2 separate regions of the Mus musculus genome follow, and region 2 is linked to region 1. The links are chromatin contacts, called in public HiChIP or PLAC-seq maps. All regions are on one chromosome and are shown on one strand. The core of a region is the stretch at or near the end of the contact, and the rest is flanking DNA. Distances in the headings are between cores, read along the strand shown. Region 1 holds the start of Relch (RAB11 binding and LisH domain, coiled-coil and HEAT repeat containing). Region 2 has its middle 18 kb from the start of Gm7160.

Region 1 (3,039 bases), core at 143-2,642:
TGGTCTGTTTGTTCCACAGCTTTCCTGTATACGGAATACTATTGAAATTGGGGTAGTGAAACTGATTTCAAACAGAAAACATTCTATGAAGCAGACACATCTCATTTCCTTCTTTTTATTAGCATATATTAATGATACAAAATAATGGAAAAGCAAAGACAAAAGATCTTCAGTGGATTGAACTTCAGTACAGAGGGCTGACATTTCCTGTTTGTTCTTTTTCTTGAGTCAAAGAATTACTAAGAAACATTTTATTTCCTCGTAGTGTGATTCAACAGCCTGGGGAAAAAAGGAAAACTGCCTAGAGAAAAATGCCCAGGCAATAAGGAAGCTTTCTAGAGTGCCATAATACTCAATAAACTGGAAACCCTGATGTTATAGGTCCCAACACCAACGGGGAGCCAGGAGCTGTACAACACCTGCCAAAGATCGGAAACCAATGCAAAGAAGAGCTACAGCAGGATCTTTCTGTTTGCAGTACACAGGACACCTCGCATCTCACTCAACATACTCTCCCTTCTCAAGACGACCCTAGACTCAGTACCCGCCCACAATCCCCTTCAGCTGCACTCCAACTCTAATCCCCCATCTGCAGGTGTGACAGGCGACGCCTACTTACTGAGCTGTCCTCCGCCCGACGTCGTACTCGGTTCCCGACCTCCAGCGCCTCCGACGATGGAGGCGCCAGGGATCCCGGGCGCCCCCATCCCTGGGGGGGTCCCACTCTGCCTCTCGAAGTTGCCAGGATTGGAGAAGTAATCGCGCAGTCGTGGTAGCTCGCGGCCGCTCTCCAACAGCTCGGTGTGCAGCTCCAGGGCGGTCAGCAAGTATTGATCGCGCAACAGCTGAGCGGCGATGGCATCGATTGACAATCGGGCAGGGGTCTCCCCGCTGCCCCCCGGAGCCGCCGGGGCGGCGGACATCTCCACAGCGAGCCCCGGCCGCGCGCTGCTTCCCAGGGCCATGGGGTCCTGTGGCGACAGGGAGCCTGCAGAACCAGGATCTAGGCCGACCCCGGCACCCAGCCGAAGTCCTGCCCGCCGGTCCTCGGTTGCCGCTACCTCGTCGTCGTCCTCATCCGAATCACTGAGGAAAGGATTTACTCCGCTACCACTGCCACCACCTCCGGGCGCCATCGCCGCCATCTTATTCTGTCAGGAATGTGGGTGCTTCCCTGCTTGGCCCGACAGGCCCTCAGCCTGAATCCCCGTTAGGTCCCGAGAGCCGCCGACCACCTAGGCAGCCCAGGCCGACCGCACCTCTCCTCACCTAGAGCCTAGGCCGGACTGGGAGGCAGGAGCCCGGTATGCAGCAGCACCTCCCGTCTCAGCCGCTGCTGCACCAGTAGCCGACTCTGCAGGCGTCTTCCTGGTCCCTAGTCTCGCGAGAACTGGCTTGGTCCCATCTTCGCCCCGCCCCGTCCCCGCCTCAGCCCCACCCACCTCTGGCCTTGGAGTGGCAAGATCGAAGGAACCGCTCCAGGCTCAAACATAAGACCCCGCCCACAAGCTCTCGAGGATTGGCTGGAGTTACAGGACCTGGCCAGAGAGTTATCGCGAGAGCAGCGAAGGCCTGGGGCAGGTTGGGGGCGTTCCCTGGAGCAGTAGAGGTGGAGGTCGCTGAGGGGTACGATTTGGCTGTGGTTTTTGAGGGTTGAAGGGAACCCTCCCGACATCTTTCACCGCCCTGGGTCCTGCCTTCGTTCTGAGGAGGTCCCGTTCCCAAGACTGGGCCTGAGCCGGATAGTTCTCAGGTAAAGTCCCGGGACCCTTGCACTTAAGGTGTTCCCACGCCCGCTTCTCCCTTCACGCTTCAGTTTTTTGTCGCTGTTTGCTGTCACCGCCCAGATAGCAAGTGCTCTGAGCAGCGGTCAGAATCTGGCTTCTTTGCTCTTCCCTAGTTTCCCAGCCATCTGCTCTCTCCCCTGGAGATCTGGCGACGGCATGGCCTCCTTGTGGTTAAGGAGGGCGCCTTCCCGCCCCCTCCGTCCGGGAATAGGACTTAGAAAGCTGAAGGGTGCAGATAGAGCCTGGACGGAAGTTGCAACATTTGAGTTTCGAGATGCCTTTACACTCATCTGTGAACAGCCTGGTCTTGGACGACAAACTAAGTAATATGTAAACCCATGGAAATTAACATACACTTTACATCAAAGGAACTTTTCAAACTATCAGCGCTATCTCTTCAGTACAACTAAGTTGTCTGGGCCGCTTCAGTGGCCTGGTCATGTCCACTGCACTAGGACACATTCGTTGGAACAAGTATCACCTATCTTTTGTCCAAAACCATTCTTTTCCACAATCCCCTGAAACCTTGCTAAGTCCATTTAGGCTAGAATCGAGGTTTTCTTTATGGATCAATCAAATTTTAGCGATTTAAAAAATTGTACTCTGTAGAGAGATTTGATGGCCTTTATGAAACATTTAGCACATAACTATACTCGTAGGTTTGGAATATCATTTATCCTTTATGCTATTCCTTGATTGTAGTTTGAGGTGATAAGAAGTTTCCCTGTCGCTATTAGACTCCTAGCCCTCATATCTTCTATTTTGTTAAACATAGAATGCCACTTTTTCCTGGTTTTAGAATTAAGTTCTTATTAACACCAGGTCCTAACAGACAACAAAATAAATAGCCAACAGTGCTAACCATCTGCTCTGATATATATAATGAAGTATCTCCTTTATCTTTGTGGAAAATAAAAATAGAGCATTGTTATATGACCTCAGGTCTGGTTACCGGTTTACATGTAAAGTATCCCAGCAGTTAAGTGTAGGTTTTAATTTCAGTTTAATCAGTCTCACAGGAAACTAAAATTTCATTTGAATGAGGCTCTGAAATGCTTTCTTTGGTTGGTATTACTATATAGTTATTATTTGGGCTTTTTAACAGGAGCTTTTAAAGTATGTTACATGTGATATGAAGGTGGGAGGGGGAATACTGGAGGTTGGGGTGGGTGGTTTAAATGAGCATAGGAGACCGGGAGATGGGGAGAAAGTTAGCCCAAATAGTAAAAGACCATAAAGACCCTTGCTACAT
Region 2 (3,039 bases), core at 276-2,775, 310 kb before region 1:
TTGTGCCTCTGTGTTAAGAAGACATACTGAGTAAAGCTTGGTTTCTTAAATTCAGAGATGGCCACGTGTGAAATTTCTTTGAACAAATTAAATGTGCAAATTACCTTTAACAAAATACTTCTTTTGGACAAAAAAAAAAAAAAAAAAAAAAAAAAAAAAAAAGACTGATTTTGCCAGGGACATTAACGTCGAATGGCCATTTTAGGTCGTACACTACTGGGTCCCTCATGTAAAGTAATGACAATAGGTAACAAGAGTTACCTAAAACTGAGATGTGTGTGGGGAGATACAGATTATGGAGGGAAGGGCGAGGCAGAATATAATGTCATTGTATATGAAAGTGTCCTCAGGACGATGGGAAGGTGGCTCGGGAGCTAAAGGCAGCTTCTGTCAAACCCAATGTCCAAGCCCTGGGACCAGCATGGAGGAGGAGAGAACCAACTCCCCCGAGTTACCCTCTGATCTCCACATATACACCGTGGTGCACACAGCATCTTAAAAAAAATTAAAGCCAGCATTTAAAAGATTTTGGTAAGTTTTGTAACCGTGATTGCACCGTGAGGAAATAATCCTAAATCAGCAAAAAGGAAAAGAAAAATCTTCAAATGAATTAATGTTCCAAGATAACCTTTGAGCAAATACATCCACTATAAGAGAATGGCATGTAACTTGAAAAATAGAGCCTGAATTTGTTGGGTTTTTTGGTTGGTTTGTTTTGTTTTAAATATTTATTTATTTTCTTTATTTACATTTCAAATGTTATCCCACTTCCCAGCCCCCCAAACCCCCTCTCTTATCCCCCTCCCCCTGCTTCTATGAGAGTGCTCCTCCACCCACCCACCCACCCACCCACTCCTGCCTCCCCACCCTCGAATTCCCCTGCACTGGGGCATCAAGCCTTCACAGGACCAAGGACTCCTCCCATTGATTCATGACAAGGCCATGCTCTGCTGGATATGGGTCCCTCCATATGCAGCTGGAGCCATGGGTCCCTCCATATGCAGTTGGAGCCATGGGTCCCTCCATCTGTACTCATTGGTTGGTGGCTCCTTCAGTCCTTTCTCTAACTCCTCCATTGGGGACCGTGTGGAGCTTGGATTTCTACAGAGCATCAAGTAACTGTTTGCCAAGAGAAAAAAAAATGAGATTATAGACCCTTCTCCATCTTGTGACCAGAATGTTCCTCAGCCCAGAGAGTTCTCAGCACTTTGTGTAGGTCCCTTAAATTCACTAGCGAGTTGGGAATCCTTGGTGATCCGCTCACTCTGTAGGATTTCCCAGGAGCAAGCCAGTGTGTTCACAAACCGGTACCTAATCTAATAAAGTAAATGGCTTTTCCTTGATCTAAAGTGGATAGACAAGGTACTGAGCTCTCAATATTTTGAAAGCTCCTGCTAGGGAACATCTGCCTTGCAATAACTGGTTTATTTTAATCAGGTTAAAAAGCAGAGAAGAACAATAACATCATATGAGGAAAGGGAAAGGGACTACACTGAGAAACAGAACTGAAACTTAACTAATAAGGACCGGAAAGGAAACCGAAACTCAGCCAACAGCACAATGAAAACAAAATCCCCATCCAGGTAGGAGTTTAAGAACCAGCATTATCAGAAAGGCAAAGTTCCCCAAGTAATAAAGTGTACTGGAAATGAGCCAGCTGTCTGACCGTGTTACTCTTCTGAAAAAGGAGAGATAACATCCTGTGTCAGCCTGACGAAGCACAGGGCACCGAGGCGTCTTGCACTGGGAAGGCTTTAGTTCCTGTCCAACCACCAGCGTTTGGAGTTGGGGAGGGCATGAAAACTGAATCCGTGGGGGCAGCAAGAGAGGATCATGACAGGGGAAGGTTGGGGCAAATCATCTGCCCTGCTCAGCAGGGGCCTCTAGGAGAACAGTGCAAGTTAATAGAGCATAAGCAGCAATTCCGGGATGGGGATCAGGAAACAAGATGAGTTGCACAGGGCACGGGAGCAGGGCACACAAGACATCAGTCTGTTAAGGAAGATTCTAGATCAGCCATTCTCAACCTGTGGGTTCTGACCCACAGGAGTCACCTAAGACCACCAGGAAACACAGACATTTACACTGTGATTCATGACAGCAGCCAAATTAGTTAAGACATGGCAGTGAAAAATAATTTTATGGTTGGGGGTCACCACAATGTGAGGGTCGCAGCATTAGGAAGGTTGAGAACCACTGATTTGTAGAGCTTTGTTTTCCTGGTGTCCTCCAGCCCGTTTGGCTCTTACACTCTTTCTGCCTCCTCCTGCAGTGGGCTTTACTGAGATCTGGAGGTGAGGGATTTGCAGGAGACCTCCCATTTAGAGCTCGGTGTTCCAAGGTTTCAATCTTTGCTCAGTGTTTGCAGAGCCCAGTTTTAAATTGGGTCCTTTGTCTTCTCGGTTCTTTGGGTTTTTTGTTTGTTCATTTGTTTTTGAGTTCTTTTTATATTCTGACTATTAATCATACATATATGTGTATGTATAGATATATAAATATATACACACACATACATAGATATATATCTGGCAAAGATTCTCCCTCAGCCTGTGGGTTACTCTTTACTTGACTGATGGTTTCCTTGGTAGTACAGAAGGCTTTAGTTGTATGAGGACCCACTTGTCAATTGTTGGTCTTAGTTCCTTGGCAAAAGGCTTCCTCGACCGAAGCTCCTTCCCACCTATGTTATGCCTATATTTTCTTTTAGCAGTTCCAGTTTTTTAGGTGTTACATGAGTTCTTTGACCCATTTTAAGACAATTTTTGGTCAGGGTGATAGATACGGCTATTATTTCATTTTTCTACATATGAGCATTCAGTTTTCTCAGCACAATTTGTCGAAGATCATGCCTTTTTTCCAGTGCATATTTTTGTCATCTCTTTCAAATACACATACAGCTGTAGCTATGTGTATCGTGTTTGGGTCTTCTAAACTAATTTATAAAGATCAGTAGCTTTTCTATATACACCAAAATTCTCCGAAAGAGATCATGGAAACATTTCCATTTACAATAGCCCCAAAGAAAATTAAGTAGGAATC

Evidence for each region. HiChIP or PLAC-seq counts read pairs in DNA pulled down with a chosen protein or histone mark.
Region 2: an H3K4me3 HiChIP or PLAC-seq map of bone marrow-derived macrophages shows a contact between it and region 1, with 5 times the contacts expected there. The contact joins the enhancer-like site here to the promoter of Relch in region 1. A contact is called at or near these places in 9 of 39 promoter capture datasets (3T3-L1-derived adipocytes, the C10 cell line, the HPC-7 cell line and 4 more), 11 of 484 Hi-C or Micro-C datasets (B cells, CD4 T cells, CD8 T cells and 6 more), 9 of 115 datasets of contacts at active chromatin or transcription factors (CD8 T cells, the SCID.adh cell line, T-cell acute lymphoblastic leukemia and 5 more) and 3 of 9 other capture datasets (adipose tissue, liver and pancreatic islet).

What each region holds. Positions count from the first base shown.
Region 1 is chr1:105,662,214-105,665,252 of GRCm38.p6, reverse strand. Relch (RAB11 binding and LisH domain, coiled-coil and HEAT repeat containing) reads right to left here and starts at 1,392. Exons shown (of 29, transcript NM_173187.4): 1 at 620-1,392. The coding sequence starts at 1,145. Pign (phosphatidylinositol glycan anchor biosynthesis, class N) reads left to right here and starts at 1,577. Exons shown (of 31, transcript NM_013784.3): 1 at 1,577-1,753.
Region 2 is chr1:105,970,562-105,973,600 of GRCm38.p6, reverse strand. No RefSeq gene overlaps it. Among named protein-coding and RNA genes, the nearest start is that of Gm7160, 18 kb to the left of the region's middle. Within about 2 kb of position 1,525, at least 173 of the 459 cell types and tissues checked have an H3K27ac peak or open chromatin away from gene starts, as enhancers often do. A contact at or near this core is called in B cells, CD8 T cells, the HPC-7 cell line and 11 more, where this site is marked.